2 separate regions of the Ovis aries genome follow, and region 2 is linked to region 1. The links are chromatin contacts, called in public Hi-C maps. All regions are on one chromosome and are shown on one strand. The core of a region is the stretch at or near the end of the contact, and the rest is flanking DNA. Distances in the headings are between cores, read along the strand shown.

Region 1 (2,899 bases), core at 262-2,761:
TGGCAGAAGCACATCCTGGAGTGTCTGTTAAGTCAACTGTACTTCTATTAAAAAAAAAAAAAGACCAGGGAGGAAGAAAGACGTGTGTTACTGTCTCTCTGTGGGTATGAGGCGTTGCGCTGGCCACTGTGGGCAGTCAGAGGGAAGGCCTTCGGGGCCTGCACGGGGCTGACTGTCCAGCTGGGGAGAAAACAAGCATGCAGGCCACATCGGGGACGAGATAGCCGGGGTGATCATGTCACAAGGCAGCATGTGATTAATTGCCAAACAAATGGCTCAAGAACATGGTGGTGATTGAATGTGATAATGTATGTCCAAGTGCCCCACCCCTCAGCACTTCCGGGCGCAGCGGGCCCTGCCGTCTTTCTCTCTCACCCAGGAGTAACCCCGTTGATGCATTTCATACAGCACAGGTACTCAGCCAGTCGGGCCAAGTCCTTTGAGCTCAGATCCCGGCCCCCAGCGCCTCCTACCCTTGAACCCAAAGCTGCAGAGATGCTCAAGAGAACGTGCCATCTTGTTTCTGAACAACCCACCTCCCTCCCTTGTCCAACCTTGTCCCTCCTTTAAAACCCTCCTCTTCCTTTAAAACCCAGCCTAGAGTTCCTCTATAAAGCCTGCTGAGCCTGCAGAGCTCCTTGCATGTGCTCGACGGCAATGCGCGCACGTGAGTCTCCTGCGGCAGGAGGGAGAGAGGTAGACTCCTGCCGCAGGGTCCTGTCTTTTCTCCTCACACTCTGAGCACAGGTCCCTTAAGTGTTTGTCACTGACCGAAACACATTAGAGCCTGAGTGCACATCAGGTGGGTTTGCAGTTGAGACCTAAGTGCTGGTGAGTGCAGAAGGTGACATGCCCAAGTGGCCCAGGGAGGCCGTGTAAAGTAGGGAAGGTTGAACTGGACCTTAAAGGTTCAGCTCAGAGAAAAGGCAGAGAACGAGGAGAATCCGAGGTGGGATAGCCCTGTGTCTGACTGCTAGCAGCCCAATCGGCCTCTCAAAACAGAAGCACAGAGAGGGAGCGAGCCCTGCAGGGCAGAGTGCTGGGGGCGGCTTATTTTAGCTGGAGCAGAGGTTTTACCTAAGGGAAGGCAGGAGGCTGCCCTGGAGGAAGGGTGGACGTAAGAGATGGAAGGTGATGGGCAGACCTCAAATGCAGTGGGGGTATCTTGCAGCAGTGGGCACCCTTTATTGCCTGTGAAAGCCATGGTGATCTGATCAAAGTGGTGGTGAAAGTGGGAGCTGTCCCATGGCCCTGCCCTCATTTTAACACCATGGCCCAAGGCCCACCGTCTCGGTGCTGCCCGAGACGCTCAGCACCCAGGTGGGAAGCCCCTCCACACACACAGCCTCTCCTGGAAATGCTGGGCTTTCTGTAAACAAAGGCTCTGCTTCCGGCACTGCCCTTGACCTGGCTCTGAGCTGTTGATTCTTTGAGTCCATTCAGCTCTGCCCTGTCCCTGTACCCTCATGACTGGCAGTGACCCGGAAGGTGGCAGCGCCCCCGCAGCAGGTGGCCTCCAGAGCTGAGTCACCGCCCTGGGAACAGTGCCCTGGCGAGGCCGGCCCAGGCAAACCGGGGAGGCCTCCCACCCCGCCTTGCTGTGCAAGGATCTCAGGGCACCGTCGGTGCTGCCGAGAAAGGGATCCTTTATGTGTCCTGGGTGTCATCAAGCTGATAGGAAAAGTGAAACTGAGGCCCCGGGAGACCAAAAAGGAGACTGTCCTGATGGTCCTTCCTGGCTGGTGTCTTTGGCAAGCGCAGAGGGCTTTTCTCAACAGTTACAGGGGCTGTGGTTGTTTTAATTGAACAGACACAAATTATCCATTGATGGATATCTTTAAGAATGGAATGAAGAGGTTTTGAAAATGTTGGCTTACGATTCTGTTTGACCTTGTACAATAAGAGCGCTCAAGGAATAAAATGACATGGAGTGATAGGATACCTAAGCTGCCAGTATCCTTAGAAATGAGCAAATGAGGTTTAAGGTTTCTTTTTCTTTTTTTTTAAGTTTTCTATATCATTCTTAGATACTCTGGTGGATGTTGTTTTTAAAAATTACGGTGCTTTCATTTCATCCCAGAGAAGATAAAAATGCAATGTTACTCTTGAAAGGAAGGGTTTTTTTTTTTTTTTTTTAGTCTGACTTGTTTACTACACCAATGAATAGAGATGACCTCAGTCTAAAAAAACCGAGTTAACCATAATCTCACTCCTTGCCTGGCAAAATAAGCCTTTTTCAAGTAGCTAGAGAAGTGCAAGTCTGACCACCAAGTCGTCATTTCAACTGATTAGATTTTCCAAAAGACAAAAACAGAAGGCTGTCTACATGTTCACAGCTGAACAGTGGCTCTCGGGAAACACTCCCAGCTTACTCAGTTCCTATAAGGCCATGACAAGTCTGGTGACGATTAATCAGACACTGACCAAATGCAAAAGCTCTACACGGTTAGCTATGTCGTGACCACTGTTTGAGTTTTCACAGTCAGAGACCACATCGCTGGCTTTCCGAGTATGCAGTTCTTTACCTTTAAAGGCTTAATTTTTTACGCTTTATACACTGTGAGCCTCGTTATTCTCTACTGCTGAGGTGCCCCTGAAGGCAGAACCCCAGTCGTTTTCTTGGGCAGGTTGTCTTGAGCACTGGGTGTATTTCCTTGCTCTGACAAGCCTGGGACAGTTTTCAGCAAGGCCATGGAACTCACTACTTAGTTGCCAAAGATGCTGTGAGCTGTGACTAGGAAGTTGGGTTTTCCCTATTGTTTTATTTTCTGTGAGCCACACAAAAAAATATGGACAGTCAAAAGTGTTCCCAGTTTCTCTGAGGCAAGAAGAACTGAGGCGAATTCTGCTAGAAGCCAGAACCATGTCCCGATTCCTACAGCCTCAATAAAGGCCAAAT
Region 2 (2,899 bases), core at 121-2,620, 45 kb before region 1:
AGAATGATTCTTAATATGTTAAAATCGAGTACTTTTGACATACTAAATATATCAAAGCATTACATACTATATTGATTGCTGAGTGTAGCTGTCTAGCATGTGGGAGAGAGTGAACTTGAAGCTTGCCTACATCCTAAGTATATGATGGGAGAGATAAACCTTCCTGTGTTTTTTTCCGGAGACAGAATTTCTGTCCCACAGCCAATAGCTGATCTCCCCGAGGAAAAGTTAATTTCAAGAGTTATTTGTGGAGTGTTGCTGTATGCCAGGCACTCACCTAGGAGCCCAGCAGAAGCTTAGCTGACTGTGGCCCCTGGGGTGCTTTGCGTCCTCAGTAGGACTCTGTGGGTGTGCACACTCAGCTGCTGCAACTTCCTGGGGGCCTTTCCTGAGCATGACGGCATGGGCCCTGCCACGATGCTGCCCGTGGAGAGCTTGGAGCTGAGGTTCCACGCACAGATAAACATAGAGGAGAGAGATGACATGTATAAAAGGAGGGGGATAAATCAAACACCGCACGTTTGTAGAAAAGATGTTCTCAGGCTGGGCAATCAAGAAATGCATCATGGATTGAGGAGGCTTTGGCCAGACAGTGAAAGAAAAGTGGTGTTGGATTTGAGAACTGGGGTCTGGGGGGGTGGTCTGAGTCCAAGGACACGCGAGTAGAGGCTTAGATAGGGATGGGAAGAACCGTTGCACCGAGTGGGTAGTGACTCACGTGTTGTTGCCAGGCAACAACAGTGTGTGTGTTGGTGACTAACGGGAAGAGAAGGCAGCAAAGGTCTGTTGAGGCCAGACCCAGGAGGGCAGAGAGGGCTTATGACTAAACAATTTAGACTGAACACTCAAGTCACAGGAGCAGATGAATTTCGGTCAGGGGAGTGATCATAGGATCTTCTAGTATCAGTGTGTGGGGTGGCCCGGGCACTGAGAAAACCAGAGTCGGGAAGGCCCAGCAGAGCTCCAGGAGGCAGGAGCAGGGGGCTGAGTGAGGGGGCCCGGCTGGAATGGGTCTGGAGGAGAAGAAGCAGCTGCAGGGAGGAGAATGGAAGCAGAATTACTCCCGGTGTTTTTTTTTAACTCAGGTGCCATTTGTTATTTCCATGTCATCTGCCGAGCCCTTCACATACATTATCTCCTTCAATATAATCCTATGAGGCTAGTATTTGTGTCCATATTTCCCAGATGAGAAAACTAAGGCTAAGAGATAGGTTTGTCTGAAGTTGTGCGGCCAGTGGGATGTAGAAGAGCACACGCCAAGCACCCCTGATTCCTCGCCTGTGTTCTTTCTGCTCTACTAGGTTTTGAAGAGAGTAGGTGTGAGAGAGGAGACGATTCCCGTCCACTTTGTACTCAGTCAGGTGTCCATCAGGCCGCTGGAGACCTGGAGGAGCTAAATCTCAGGGACAGAGTGTAGGAGGGTTGAAGACGAGGCTCTAAGAATCAACTGCACGTTCGTTTACTCGGCACAGACTTGTGGAGTGTCTTTATGGACCAGCACTGCGTGGCCACAAGAGGACAGCGCTAAATGAGAGAGCCATATATTACTCCACAGAACAGGCTCCTGAGGGAGACTCCATACTGTGGGGTGACTGTCAGGTAGGGGGAATACAGGTTGGCTGCAGAACACCCATCTGAAGGATCTCACCAAGACGGGGGCTCAGGAAAGTCTCTTAAGGAAGAGGTATACTTAGCATGACACTCGCGTGCTAAGTCCCAAGATAAAAACTGAGGAAAACGCGTAATCTGGGCAGGGGAGCTAGGATATACCAAGACCCCTGCGGCAAGAGAAACATGATACATCTGAAGAATTAGAAATAATGTGGGGCCGAAATGGAGAAAACAGGAGATGAGGCCAGCGAGGCGGGCAGCGGCTAGATGTAGGAACGGCCCAGAAGCTCTGCTCAGGGATCTGGTCATCTCGTTAAGGACATAGGAAAATGTTCATGGATTGTAAGCGCTGGCACACTGCAACTAGACTCATGTTTCAGAGGGACAGTTCTGCCTGCTGAATAGATTTAAGGGAAGCAAGTACTGGAAGCAGGAAAACCGGCAAGGAGCTCACTGGGGAGAGGACTCTGGATGAGAAGCACTGGTGATCTGGAAAGAGAAGAGAGACTCTGGTTGATGTTTGCGGATGGCGGACGTATGGAACTTGGGGGTCTGTTGGATGTGGGAGATGAGGGAGAGAGAGGAATAGAAGTCAACGTGGAAGTTTCTAACTGGACCACTGGGTTGTTGCTGGTACTTCCTAGGTGACATGGTGGAAGGATCAGATGTGGGGTTTAAGATTGTTAGGTTTGGTTATCCTAAATATTTAATAAAAGGAGCTGAAGGCAAGGGGGTTTGGTTAGAGGGATGTCAGAATGTCCTAGTTCAGAAGTGAAGCAGTTCAGGTGACAGGAAGAGGACAAGGTGTTTGGAGTGGGTGGGCCAAGAGGAGGGCTGACTAGGAAGAGGTTAAGGAGCTGACAGACCTGGCCTCCCTGGTGGCACAGACAGTAAAGAGTCCGCCTGCAAGGCGGGAGACCTGGGTTTGATCCCTGGGTTAGGAAGATCCGCTGGAGAAGGGAAAGGCTACCCACTCCAGTATTATTCCCTGGAGAATTCCGTGGGCAGAGGAGCCTGGTGACTATAGTCCATGTGACTACAGTCACAGAGTTGGATATGACTAACACACACAGAGACCTCGATAAGTTTTCATATGAAAGTTGAAACCACACAGGTTGCCAGCAAGACTTGGAGCAGAGAGGGTCAGGGTGTCGGTTGGTCACTACCTGTTGAGTATACCTGGAGGTTGGGCACTGAGGTGTGTGCATTGAAAATGTGATTTCCCCAGTCTGTGTGCATCACGTCAAGACAGAGAAGAGGAGAGAATGAATGGGACCTAGGGCTCACC

The links. A called contact is a pair of places that touch in the nucleus more often than the background predicts.
Region 2: a Hi-C map of liver shows a contact between it and region 1, with 4 times the contacts expected there. The contact joins two enhancer-like sites. A contact is called at or near these places in 3 of 16 Hi-C or Micro-C datasets (liver, muscle and tail adipose tissue).

The regions. Positions count from the first base shown.
Region 1 is chr4:96,303,218-96,306,116 of ARS-UI_Ramb_v3.0, reverse strand. All of the region lies in intron 8 of LOC106991099 (a long non-coding RNA gene), which reads left to right. Among named protein-coding and RNA genes, the nearest start is that of MIR29A, 14 kb to the right of the region's middle. Within about 2 kb of position 1,511, at least 29 of the 54 cell types and tissues checked have an H3K27ac peak or open chromatin away from gene starts, as enhancers often do. A contact at or near this core is called in liver, where this site is marked.
Region 2 is chr4:96,347,747-96,350,645 of ARS-UI_Ramb_v3.0, reverse strand. The region is part of intron 6 of LOC106991099 (a long non-coding RNA gene); the gene reads left to right. Among named protein-coding and RNA genes, the nearest start is that of MIR29A, 58 kb to the right of the region's middle. Within about 2 kb of position 1,370, at least 18 of the 54 cell types and tissues checked have an H3K27ac peak or open chromatin away from gene starts, as enhancers often do. A contact at or near this core is called in liver, where this site is marked.